Linked DNA regions of Zea mays: all the other regions are linked to region 2. Evidence: chromatin contacts called from public Hi-C data. All regions are on one chromosome and are shown on one strand. The core of a region is the stretch at or near the end of the contact, and the rest is flanking DNA. Distances in the headings are between cores, read along the strand shown.

Region 1 (3,898 bases), core at 430-2,929, 190 kb after region 2:
CGACCGTTTTCACCCCTAGTTCCCACGATCCCGGAACGAGGAACGTGGCCAAGTTCTCAGTTCCCGGTTACTAAGGTTTGGTTTACACGTCCGATCCAAATCCACACAAGGAAAATTTATTTAAGGATTGCTTGTTTTCCCTTGGATAGTTTCCACCCGTCAGTGTTATGTTCTTTCCTGTTACTTCCTCCTGTTCTTTCCTGTTACTTCCTCCTTTATAGCAGATTGAGCATAGGAAGCCGACTAATAGGGCTGGATATCGAGCTAGCTTAGCTCAGCTCGACCGAGTTCGAGCTGGCTTGTTAAGTGAATGAGCCATAGAGTCAGCTCGGCTTGGTTCGTTTACGAGCTCGAGCTGGCTCGTTTGCTCGCTGGCCACAACAAAAAAAAGATGTATATAACAATCAATTTCTAGTTAATTCTAAACCAATTTAACAATAGAAAATAGCAACTATACTCATAGTTTTATAGACCACATCAATACAACACCAAATTAACACAACTCACCACTAACCAGTTTACCATAAATTCACAATTTACGTATATATTCATCAGTTCAACCCATATTCATAGGCGCACAGGCCAATTTAACACATAAGTACAATTCATCAATTATCAAATTTAATCTATAGGCCATAGACACTGTACATACATATAACATATTCACTAATTCACACGTAAACATATAGTTTCGTTTTGCTGAAATATGATAACTCGTTGAGCTCGCGAACTGACTCGTTAACAAATCGAGCTAACTCATTACCAAACCGAGCTAGGATATTAGCTCAGCTCGTGAAAAAATTCAAACGAACCGATTCAAGTCTAACCGAGCCAGCCATAAATCGAGCGAGCCGACGAGCCACAAGTATTTCGTTCAGCCCTAACGACTAACGACGTGGTCCTAATGCAACTAGGTGCGTTCAGATGTGGCCACGACCACGACATGGCTATAGCGAGCAGCTAGGCACGACCAAGGCACGTGGCTAGACGTGTGGGGCTAGACGTAAGACTATCTTCAGTAGCTTATTTATTTCTATACTCATATTTAAATTTTATTATGCGAACAATACAATATATAATATAGAACTAAAAAATAGTGTTTTAGATAAACTATAAATAAACTACTGGGTCTAAGTCGCCACTTCTGACTGACCATGACGAGGGTGCGGGTAGGGCAGGGGTGACCGAAGCATGGCCGTTCCACACGAGGCACAGGCAACCGGAGCGGAGCAGGGAGCATGCGAGTGTTCACGGAGAGGAAGAAAAGATGATGAAAGAAAATAAATAAATAATAAATTCTTTTAAAATGTTCTTGGTATTTTTCTAACTCTACCAAACTTTGTTAAAGTGTTCTTTAAAAATTTTCACCAAATAAAATGAATCAAGCTATATTTTGTGTCTGAACTATTTAGCTAATTTTTGTGTGAGTGGACGTTGTTTTTACTGCACGTGAAGTTGGTTTGGAGCCGTAAATGGGCCCTATGATAGAGTTGGACAATAGGTGGGCCGCGCCGCTTCTCTTTCTCATTCCTGGCCTGGCGCACGTAGTTATTATTACCGCAATAAATTAAATCATTATTATTCGTACGCTTCTCAGAGAAGAATGGGAATCCAAAATCCTATAAGACCCTCCTCCCTTCATGCACAGCTCTGCCGCTTGCCTCCGCCGGCGAGGGAAGGGACGAGGCGCCGAGCCGGCAACCGTTTTCGGGGTTGCTGGCGGCGATTGGCTGCGGTTCCGCATCAAGGCTGGTCGAACGCTGCCCCTCCTGGTACGCCCCTGCCCGCTGCCTCCATTTCGCCTTTCGGTGGAAAGCATTTGCCTTTAGGCTGATTATTGTGTGGTGTCAAATTACTTTTTTTTTCATCCATAGCCTCCCATATCGAAGGAAAAAAAAATAGAAAGCCGCTGACTTTAGTTAAACCTGGATTGCTATGGCTATCGTTGTGTTGTTACTTGGACCTCTGGTGTTAGGTTCCTCATATTCTGCTTACTAGATTTCTGCTGTTGATGCCTGTAGATTGGTAGGTAGCTCGAGATGGATCTGATTCTTCCATATAAGGTTGGGGACCTCGCGGAGTCCAAATCCTTGGTGAGCGGTTACAGAGGTGCATGGTTTCGCTGTAAGGTCAAGCCTCACTTATCCCCCTTCTCTGTTCAGTTACTATGTTATAATTAAGCGTTTCCTGCATTTGTTTTTAATATGTGGGGGGCAGTGAATTACTAATTTCAAACTGTTGATATTCAATTAACTCTTGTCTGAAATTCATATCGTCCCTAGTTAGTACTCCCTCAGGTTAGGGAATGTAAATAGTTTTAGTTTTGTCATAAACCTCTAACATTGACTAAGTTTATGGAAAGATGCATGCACATCTACAAAATGAAACAAACTTTTTCCTCATTGTTTTATTCATTGTGCATCTCATGAACTGTAGATGTGTAGTCATATTAGATGGACAAAAGTAGAGCAAGGGGGCTAACTAAGTTCAGCTATTTTTCAGATACATAATATGCGTGTCAGGCTTGGATACCTGGAGTGTTACTTGGAATACATTGATTATCCAGGAGAAAGTAAGCAAAGCTTTATCTTAGTTCTCTCTTGTTAAGCAATTGTTTTGTTTTTTCAATAGTGATACTAAAATTTGTGAATATTTCACACTGCTAACCTTTATTGTACAATCTGTGTAATCCAAACCCTAATGATTACAATACCTTATAAGAATACAAAGGAACCACAAGCACTTATAGGCTTTGGCATCTATTATGGAAATGTCAAGTTCTAGGGGTATTGCACCACAAGCAGGTACATATTTTGAGGTTTGGGTGACACCATTTTCTTCATTAGGAATTTACAATCTTTGTCCTTGCCATGTATATTTAGAAGAGAATTCATGTCTAATACCCTTGTCATCACGATATTCATCAATTCTAGCATTTTTGAATTATGACCCATTATCACTTCTAACTTTCTTGATGTCAAAATCAAATTGATTTTGGGTCAATATAGCAAATGACTTAAATGTTTCAAATACATTTGATTTATCTCAAAGAAAATAGACCCAAGTAAATTTAGAATAATTATCCACAATTACAAGACAATAGGAATTACCACTAATACTCATAAAAGACGTTAGTCCAAAAAGATCCATGTGAAGTAATTCTAATGGTTTATAAGTAGACATTTGACTCTTGTAGGGATGAGTATTTGCCACTTGCTTCCCGGCTTGACATGAACTACACAATTTGTTCTTTTCAAATTTCACATCCTTCAACCCTCGAACTAAATCATGCTTGGATAATTGATTCAATTGTTTCATACCAACACGATTAAGTCTTCTATGCCATAGCCAACCTAGTGAAACCTTAGAGAATAGACAAGTTGTAAGCTTTGCCTCATTAAATAAAAAATCAACAAGATAAAGATTTTCATGTCTAAAACCTTTAAATATTATATTGCTACCATCAACACTTGAGATGAGAACATCATCAACGGTAAAGTTGCAACTAAAACCCAAATCACATAGTTGAGCTACAGATAGCAAATTAAAGTTAAGAGATTCAACTAAGAGTACATTTGAAATGGAATGATCATTTGAAATAGCAATTTTACCCAAACCTTTAACCTTTCCTCTGCGATTGTCTCCAAAAGTGATGCTATCATAGGTTGAGCAACCTTTCTCACTCATTTCGGTGAACATCCTCATATCACCGGTCATATGTTGAGTACAACCACTATCCAACACCCAATGATTTCCTCACGCCTTTAATTTACCTACAAAAGGAAATCAATCTCTTTTAGGTACCCAAATTTGTTTGGATCCTCGGATGTTAGTGACCAAGGATTTTGGCACCCAAATTCCTTTCTTTTTGGTACCAACAATTGAAGTGCCAACAAAC
Region 2 (4,102 bases), core at 1,328-3,827:
GGTAGAAGAGACAGGGAGAAAATGCAAGGTGCGAACAAGGACTAAGAGCACCGTTTAATCTTTGGCAGAAGAAAAAAAAGGAATACTTTGACAAAGTATCAACGGCGAAGAAAAACATCAATCGTTCTCATTTCTTTGTTGCCTGACTCCCTTTGCAACCTTTCCGTTCGACAATCAGCGCATATAGACCTAACAAACAATCAGGGCATATAAACCTACCACGGAACACTCGTGTCTTTTTTATGGTTCAAAATGACGGGATCTGGTTCTGCTTTAACAAATTCCACTCTACTGTAGAGGGCACAGATCAAGTTGAACCACCAGCCAGTGTCCATAGCATGGTAGAATTTTGATGGGCTAGTGACAGATCATGTGCCTAAAACCAGATCGTCACAACATTTTTTCAGGCTAAGGGCAGATGTGAGTGCTTGACCAACTGTAGGTAACCATAGCGAAAATGAAGACATCACAGACCTCTGGATCAAGCAAGAGCTTTGTATGGCTAATTGGGCACCCAAATGCAGCATCTTATTAACTACAATTGATGGTGGGGGAAAATATAAAAGTCAGTCTGGCTGGTTCTGTGTTCAAATACTGCATATTATTGATTGCCACTGATGCAGTTGCAAGGTAATGGGGAAAAAAAGTAGAACAGGAAAGGGGAAATGGTCTGAAGTATTCTACCAATGTTCCCTTCCTCTGCTGGTTTTCTCAGTTATGTGCTGAACTTTTCTGTCGATTTCACGAGCATCTGTGTTAATAATTCATATTTCCATGTGTATTCATCACAGATTAAATGCAGCAGATATGTGGTGTAGTTTCATTAAATCCCATATGCTGGAACACTTCCTGGACTAAAAATCTCCCCTTAGGGCCCGTTCGGTTCCCTCTTCATCCATATGGATTGGAGGAGATTGAGTGGGTTTAGATCTATATCTAATCAAAATCTTTTATATTTTTTTTCTAATCCATGAGGTATAGGAATAACTAAACAAGGCCTGAGTGGTTCTCACCTTGAAGTTACCTCCATAGACCTGCGCCCCTAGTCATCCCTTGAACCCTGCACCATTGAGTTTCTTCCTGGTTACAACATTTCTAGCTAGAAATTCTAACTGAGTTCTAGAGTGTCACACTGTTAATAGCTGTCATTAGTATCTCAGTGACCCTGACATAGAGATTAATTTAAATCAGACTAGCTGATCACAGTTTGCAGATTCAGAGTACACATAGAACTCTTTTAAGTGGCAGATAATCTAAACTGGCACTCAGAGTTTTTAGTTTCTAAATGCCCAACCTGTAAAATAAAATAAAAAGGGAAAGAAAATTTTCTATTTATGATACACATAAATGTATTTTTATAGTTGTCTAACTTAGGAGTTTCAGATTTAGCTTCTGCATGATAAATCTAACAAGAAGGTGTTTTTTGGCGTGTCATGGATAGAATACAATTGTTTTAATGTATTTAACTTGCTTGTCATGACATGCTGTAATATTTGATGGCACCAACAAGCAAGGAATCATAGGAGAAGCAACAGCTCTAATCATAAAAATTCAAATAAAATTGGATATGGGGGGAAATCATTTGTACACTGGAGTCGGTTTTGACCTTCCAAATTAACATCTAGTTCCTCATGTATAGTAGTGTTAAAATCACATCTTATATACTCGGTTTTAGTTTTATTGAGTCTAAAACCTTTGGACTGTAGTCTCCCGCCATAACTCTAGTTTCATATTTACTCTGCACGGCTTTCATTAACTAGCACTATATCGTATGTAAAAAGCATATACCAAGAAATGACCTCATCCATTAGACCATTACCAAGACCAAAAAAAAAGGACTCAAAGCTGATCTTTGACGTAACCCTATTCTAATTAAGAAGTTATTTGTGTTTCTATCACTTGTTTGAACACTAGTCACAACATTGTTGTATGTGTCTTTAATGAGTCCAATCCAAAATCTATATAACATTTTTTTGGTATTTTGCCATAAGGCTTGTTCAAATCGATGAAAAGCGTGTGTCTCCCTATACTAATTCATCACTTAACTTATTAAAAAAAGGGTACATGGTAGACCTCCGGGACATAAAGCTAGATATCTGTCAGGTAACACTCCATAACCCTCTTGTATGTATGTCACAACGTAGTGGCAGTTCAATAATTCCCGATCGTCGATGCTTCCCAGAGTGCTCGCAATCGGATTGCTCCAGGAACGCCAATTTTCCGAATGCCTGCGTCCAACGAAGCCCCCATTTCGCGCGGTAAACTCACAATCGAACCCAATAATACGCTTCAATCGGTCGAGGGACACAGCAAGCCAAATAAATAACGCGTCCCATCTGAATTCGCTCCCCCTGACCCCAATTCCCGCCAGCGATTTGATGTCCAGCGAAACTAACCAACCGAGCGCCGCGAATGCAGCGCGGATCGGCGCGATTAAGAGGAGCAGTCGAAGCTTGCAAAGCAAGTAAGGGTAGGGGAAAGTTCATCTCCTGGGGATGGGGAATCCACACGTACCTCGTCGCCGTCGCTGTCACGGGAGGAGCAGGTGCGAGAGGGGAGGAGACGCGCCCGTTTCTGAGGACCCAGAATGGCAGGAAGAGAGAGATTTTGAATCTAATTTTGGGGTGGTCGTGTGTACTGGTACTGGCGTAGGAGGAGAAGATCCCGCCAGAAACGTGAGATGCACACGTAGAGGTCCACGCCCAACAAACGATTGTTTTCAAGGTACTCGTGTTCATCCTCTATATCATTCATTTACCGTCTCTTCTTAAAGATTCTCTCCTCCATATCTTCATCTTCAGTAACATCCTCTATATCTCACACTTTATACATAAATAACGATATTATAGATATATTTTACTTTTAATTTTTGTGCATACGTATTTATCACTCTCAAATGTACATATTTTAGTTTGACTAAATCTATTGTTTAAAGTATGAAAATGGATAGAGCAGAGGAGATAAAAACTCTATATATAGAGGATACAGCAGTATTCTCTAAATTTAGAGGACCGTTTAGAGAACGTTGTTGGGTACGTAGAGAACAACCATATCCTTTAAATTAAGAGTACAGAACCCTTTGGAGTTACTTGTTAGAGTTAATCTTATACATGTCTACATAGTGGTTGACAATTACCCGAGTCAAAGTATTATTTTCAGCCATAGTCGTAGTTGTATTAAAACCACATCAAGCCACAACGAATAAGTTATATACAGAGAGAGAGAGGTATAGCATGGTCATAAATCCTGACCGGTAGAACCGTGGAAGGTGTACTGGATGACTGAACACATTCGTTCTCGCTTTGCAAGTTCTCAATTGCATTAGGAGGCAGCTTTTTAGATTGATCATCGTCGAATTCCACAACAGCCAAAGCTATTTCTCAGTCGGCAAAATTAACTATTTGTCAATAGGAGGTGAAATGGCATACAAAATGCAATGCCAGCTACTTTGTCAGTGACGGATTTTCGCTAGTGAGAGTGATTCCCGCAGATCAGAGAGAACCCCGCCTCGGCGCCTCCCAACGACCTCGCCACCAGGGATTCAGAGCGATACCTCGCGAACCGCATTGCTGTGCTCAACCAGTCTTCTTTGTCAGTGTCCTGACGTGACACATCTGGTCACTGACACAGACGCGGCGGCGGCGGCGGTGTAGAGCCGAGAGCGTCGCGGTGGTCCGCAACGTGGGGACGCTGAGGCGGCGTTCGGCGTCGTGGAGGTGGTTGTCGTCGACGTCGGCCGCCGCGACGTCAGCGCCTCCGGCAGCCACGGCACCACCTCGCGCCTCCGCCACTTCGCCTCCCTACCCCTAGCCCGCGCCTACCTCAAGGCAAGCTATCCCGCCATTGCTCACCAGACCCCTAAACCCTAGTCCCCTGCCCTCCATTTGTTTGTGCAGGACGGGAGAGGGTGTGACATCTGCGGCATGGAGATCATCGACGATGCGTAGCCGGTTTCCGACAATGAGGTCGGTGGGTTTCTCGTTATTCAGTACGTGAAGTAACGCTGGTCGGTATGCAAGCTGAATGGGGAAATTGTGATTTACTGTATGACTGAGTCTAGTGGACTCATATGGAAATTAGCTCAACCCAGTCACCGAGTTCA
Region 3 (4,403 bases), core at 1,494-3,993, 180 kb before region 2:
CATCACAAACTCCGGCACTGGGGGGCAAGCGCAGACAAGGGGATATGCGCGAGAACCCATACTACGCATCGCGAACGGTCCGGTATCCAGTCGCGGACGGTCCGTAGCATTACCGGACGGTCCGGAGCGTTCCAGCGGACGGTCCGGCAACGCCGAAGAGCCACGGCGACCACGTACCTTCAAACCACGACGACCAGAAATAGGTACGTGGAAAACTAACATGTTCAAGGCAACTGATCGGTTGGTAAAATCTAGCCCGACCTTTGATCAATTATTGTCTAAATATGTGAAAAAGAAGGTTGGCCCCAGCAACCGGCCACCAAAGGGACCTCGCTTACTCACCCAGGTGCGACGGCAGGTTAAGCCGATTGGACCACCACACCAATCGGAAAGGACGGGAGGTCATAATGTTCAATTAAGACCTAACGTGCCTGCATGGACACTTCCACCACCATATCCACCTATGCCATATCCATACACATACATACCTCCAACATATGTCCCAAATCAAATGTGGGGCATGCCACCATACTCATTTGGGATGCCACAGTACCCCGCTTGGAAGGTACCCCAAACATCTGTATTCAATAGGTTGACACCTCCAGTACAAGACCGATTGAGAGCCCCTCAATCTGGTCCACGAGCACAGGCCCAGCAAGATTGCCGAACAACTCGGCCCCAAAGGCTGACTAATCCGGCAGGGGGGGCATACAGCTACAACCTCCAACAGTACGAAAAAGGGAGACATCATTAAAATAGGAACGACATATGTCGTCGTACAACAAAATAACGAAGGGCCGATGATTTTTGGTGAATCGGCCAACACAAACAAAAAAGAAAGTACGACTGTCAATAAAATAGCCGATCCAAAATACTCCATACCCCGATGGTGCCCATCGGGATTGACACGATCGCAAAAGCGAAAATTACAGCGCCTTAGAGCAAAGGAGAATCAGGAGGAGGCGGAAAAAATATTCAATGACACACATCCGCAGTATCTGCCACCACAAAAGAGATGGAGACCAAAGGCCGTTGAGGAAAATCAAACGGCCATAAAGACAGAAAATAAAACAACAACTGTGCAACTCTTTGCAGGTATAGCAGACAGTCCGGCTATAAAGACCGGACCAACCGTACAGGGCGCGGACCGTCCGACCCCTGAGGCCGACTCATCCGCAATACACCATGACACCTGCAACGACGTACCAACGCCCATGGAGGAAGACGACATGCAAGGAGAAGACCTGGTCGACTACAAAGCTACGCCAGAACACTTAGAAAATTAGGAAAGCAAGGTGATGAATTGGTCAGGACCAGTATGGCGCTTGGCGGTATTGGGACTAACAGTTCGATTAAAGCTAAAGGGGTCAAGTCCGTTGAGTCAACCATCGGGACTAAGGCCATTGCGTGTCATCCTAGTAAGTGTCAAGATGCCTAAAAAAACTGATGTGATCACATCGAGTTAGTTGCTTTTGGTTCGCTCAGCTCCACCAAAAGGCAGGGGGCATATGTTTGGAACCAAATTGAGCCTTGCGGACGGTCCAGCCCTGAGGCCGGACGGTCCGCGGTCCGGACAGTCCGCGCCTGGGGGCCGGACGGTCCACGCGTGCGCAGAGCAGATTAGGGTTCCGAGTTTTATGTTACGGTTGTTAGCTAAAATCACGGGAAAAGCTCGGAAATTAGTTTGTAAAGGGTCCAACCCCCCTCCTCTATAAATAGAGAGGTATACGGCCGATTTGTAATCATCAATCGAATCAATACAACTTCTATTTCGCATTTATTTCCAGTACAATTAGGAGTAGTTCTGGTCTAGTTCTAGTTTAGTCTCTCGATCCCTAAATTCTTCGCCTCTCCTCGACTCTACGTCGATTAGAGGAGTCTAGGTCGGTCTACCCGAGCCTAGACAACTCTTAGGATCTCTCCTCCCCGACAGGGTCCCTCCCGGGAGCGAGATCCAGGCGCCGCCGGCGATCCTTCGCCGCCTCTGCGTACGCGCGGACCGTCCGGCCCCCAGGGCGCGGACCGTCCGGCCGTCAGGCAGAGGACCCTAGCCCCTGCGCCATGTCGCGGACCGTCCGCGCCTGACCAGAGAGCACCGTCACGGTTTTTGTTAAGTGTTTGGCGCTCCAAAAAGGCGTCAACACGTGCTCAACACTGTTTCACTGTGCAGTGCTCACCAGCAGAATCACTTCCAACCTGCCCCCCACCCACCAGAATAACTCTTTCAGTGAACCAAATTAAATCAAGGAGCTGGAGCGTTAAGAATTATTAGGGAGCCGAATTCACCCAAACAAGAAGCATGACGATCCACTAGTACGGCTGGATGGCCAATTATAAATAAAGATATCGTTATATGAACATGCCTAACTTTGGAGGCCAATTACCAGCCGAACTAGCCATCAGCACTACAACTGCAAGACCAGCAGGTCACCTAGATACCATGCTCCATGCTTTTCCTAATCACGAATCACTCGGAAAAGGGCACCCCAGAGCGAGAGATCTCTGGGTACCGTTGCGAATTTGACTGGCAGCGGCGGCGCGTACCTAGCGAGCGTGAGCACGCAGGAGGGAGGCTCTCCAGCGAGGAACGCGAGCTTCAGGTGGAGCAGCTGCTCGGTACTGTTCTGCGCCGCCGCGTTAGCCATCGGCGGCTGGGTGGGCTTCTGCTCTGAGCGCGCAAGGGAGGAGGACGCGGAGGCGGCGGTTTCTCTTTTGTTTGATGTTTTGGGAAGGGCACTGGTACGGACTGAGTGTATGTAGACCTAAATGATTATTATCGCGGTTTTATTTCACTTCTCAAATTCTAAAACCAAATATTTTATCAACAATTTTTTTAAGAAAACCGCTCAAATCTAGTTTTAACTAAGATAGGGAGGTAATTTGAAATTGATGCAAAATATACACGTCAACAAGAACACGAACTTGGGAGAGGAAGGGAGCGTCGCTGGCGGTTGGAGACGCCGTATGAGAAGAGAAAGAGGCCACGGTGTCACGAAAGGAAAGAGGTCAAAGATAGAAAAGAAGAAAAAAAAAGTAAACCAGTGGCAGATAAGTAATCTTCAAAGTTGTCCACCTTGATAGCACATACAAGCAGGGAGAGAGTTGTTTTCGATTTTGTGCTAGAGTAAACGCAACTTTTGGCCCAAATCAGCCGTTGTTTTTCATCTTTTTACTTGGCTTTTGGCTTTTAAAAATGCAAAAGCAGGTTTAAAAGCATATCCATAAAATGTATAGTATTATTGATAATACAAAAACTATACTATCATGAAATTACAATTCAAGATTTTTCGCAAGTACAATAAGACATTTTAACCTTTTAGATATATTATTTTTATTACATATATATAGTGTATATCTGAAAATGTAGCAAAAATAATATATATATACACACATTACTGAAGAACGTGGGTTAAACTAAGGGTCTGTTTGGTTCGTGGCTAACTGTGCCACATTTTACTTAAGTTTAGTCGTTCGAATTGAAGAACTAACCTTAGACAGAAAAGTTAGACAAAATATGGTAAGTTAGACAGCGATCCAAATAGACTCTAAGTACGTCGACAACGACGTACTTATTTCAAACAAGTATGTCGACTACGAGCTCCTAACGTAGTACGTTCGTTGGGTCCCTGCCATAACATACTTGAATGTATGTATGTCGTCTGGTTGTTGCTCCAAAGTACTTAACGTTAAGTAAGTCGGTTCAGAGGAAGACTGACATACTTAAAGTTTGTTTGGATGGGCCGTGGTGCGGAAAAAACTGTTGTGGGCTGTGAGCTGTGAAAAAAAGTCGTTGTGGTCTGTGACCTGTTAAAAAGCTAAAAACCGTTTGGTGGAAACCACTAAAAGCTGTTAAAAGTTCTTCGATATATATTTTCACAGTTTCATCCGAAAGCCACTAAAAGCAGGTCTAGGGGTACTTTCAGTTTTGCACTACGAGAAAGTCAACTTTTAGAAAAAGCCGCTTCCTGGATCCAACCCTTTGGTTTGATTTTTATAGGGCAAAAGTCAAAGCCAAACCAAACACACCCTTAATGTTAGGTACGTCGATATCACAAATAGACATACACGTACTTAATCGCTGGAATTAATTCATCGTGCCCCATTTCTCTCCTCTCCTCTATGCTACACGCTCCACCATCGCGCTCTCCTCTTCACCCATCGCGCACTCCTTCTCCGCCTAGCTCTCTCCGACGCTCAAGAGATCCAGTTGTCCACCGCCCCGCCCTCTGCCTGTGGCCCCAGACATTGATGCCACCGTGACAGCCCATCGTGGTCAATGTCTCTCCCTCCGTCAAGCCGCAATCGATGCCTCTCCCACTAGTGGGCTGTCGTGGCCAGCGCCCCTCCCTCCGACAAGCCGTGGTCAGCACCCCTCCCTTCTCTTTGTCGCCCTACCTCCCTTT

The links. A called contact is a pair of places that touch in the nucleus more often than the background predicts.
Region 1: a Hi-C map of leaf shows a contact between it and region 2, with 6 times the contacts expected there. The contact joins the promoter of LOC100191174 here to the promoter of LOC100280403 in region 2. A contact is called at or near these places in 16 of 25 Hi-C or Micro-C datasets (bundle sheath, ear, endosperm and 5 more).
Region 3: a contact with region 2 is called in a Hi-C map of ear, with 2.3 times the contacts expected there. The contact joins the promoter of LOC100278567 here to the promoter of LOC100280403 in region 2. A contact is called at or near these places in 2 of 25 Hi-C or Micro-C datasets (ear and leaf).

The regions. Positions count from the first base shown.
Region 1 is chr10:90,026,297-90,030,194 of Zm-B73-REFERENCE-NAM-5.0, reverse strand. LOC100191174 reads left to right here and starts at 1,679. Exons shown (of 7, transcript NM_001136609.1): 1 at 1,679-1,772; 2 at 2,022-2,129; 3 at 2,503-2,572. The coding sequence starts at 2,040.
Region 2 is chr10:90,214,129-90,218,230 of Zm-B73-REFERENCE-NAM-5.0, reverse strand. It overlaps LOC100280403 (Phosphoglycerate mutase-like protein AT74H), which reads right to left and starts at 2,577. Exons shown (of 5, transcript NM_001153326.1): 1 at 2,515-2,577; 2 at 2,074-2,228; 3 at 1,014-1,060. It overlaps LOC103641370 (a long non-coding RNA gene), which reads left to right and starts at 3,246. Exons shown (of 3, transcript XR_560276.3): 1 at 3,246-3,965.
Region 3 is chr10:90,390,493-90,394,895 of Zm-B73-REFERENCE-NAM-5.0, reverse strand. It overlaps LOC100278567, which reads right to left and starts at 2,743. Exons shown (of 10, transcript NM_001151803.2): 1 at 2,545-2,743. The coding sequence starts at 2,645.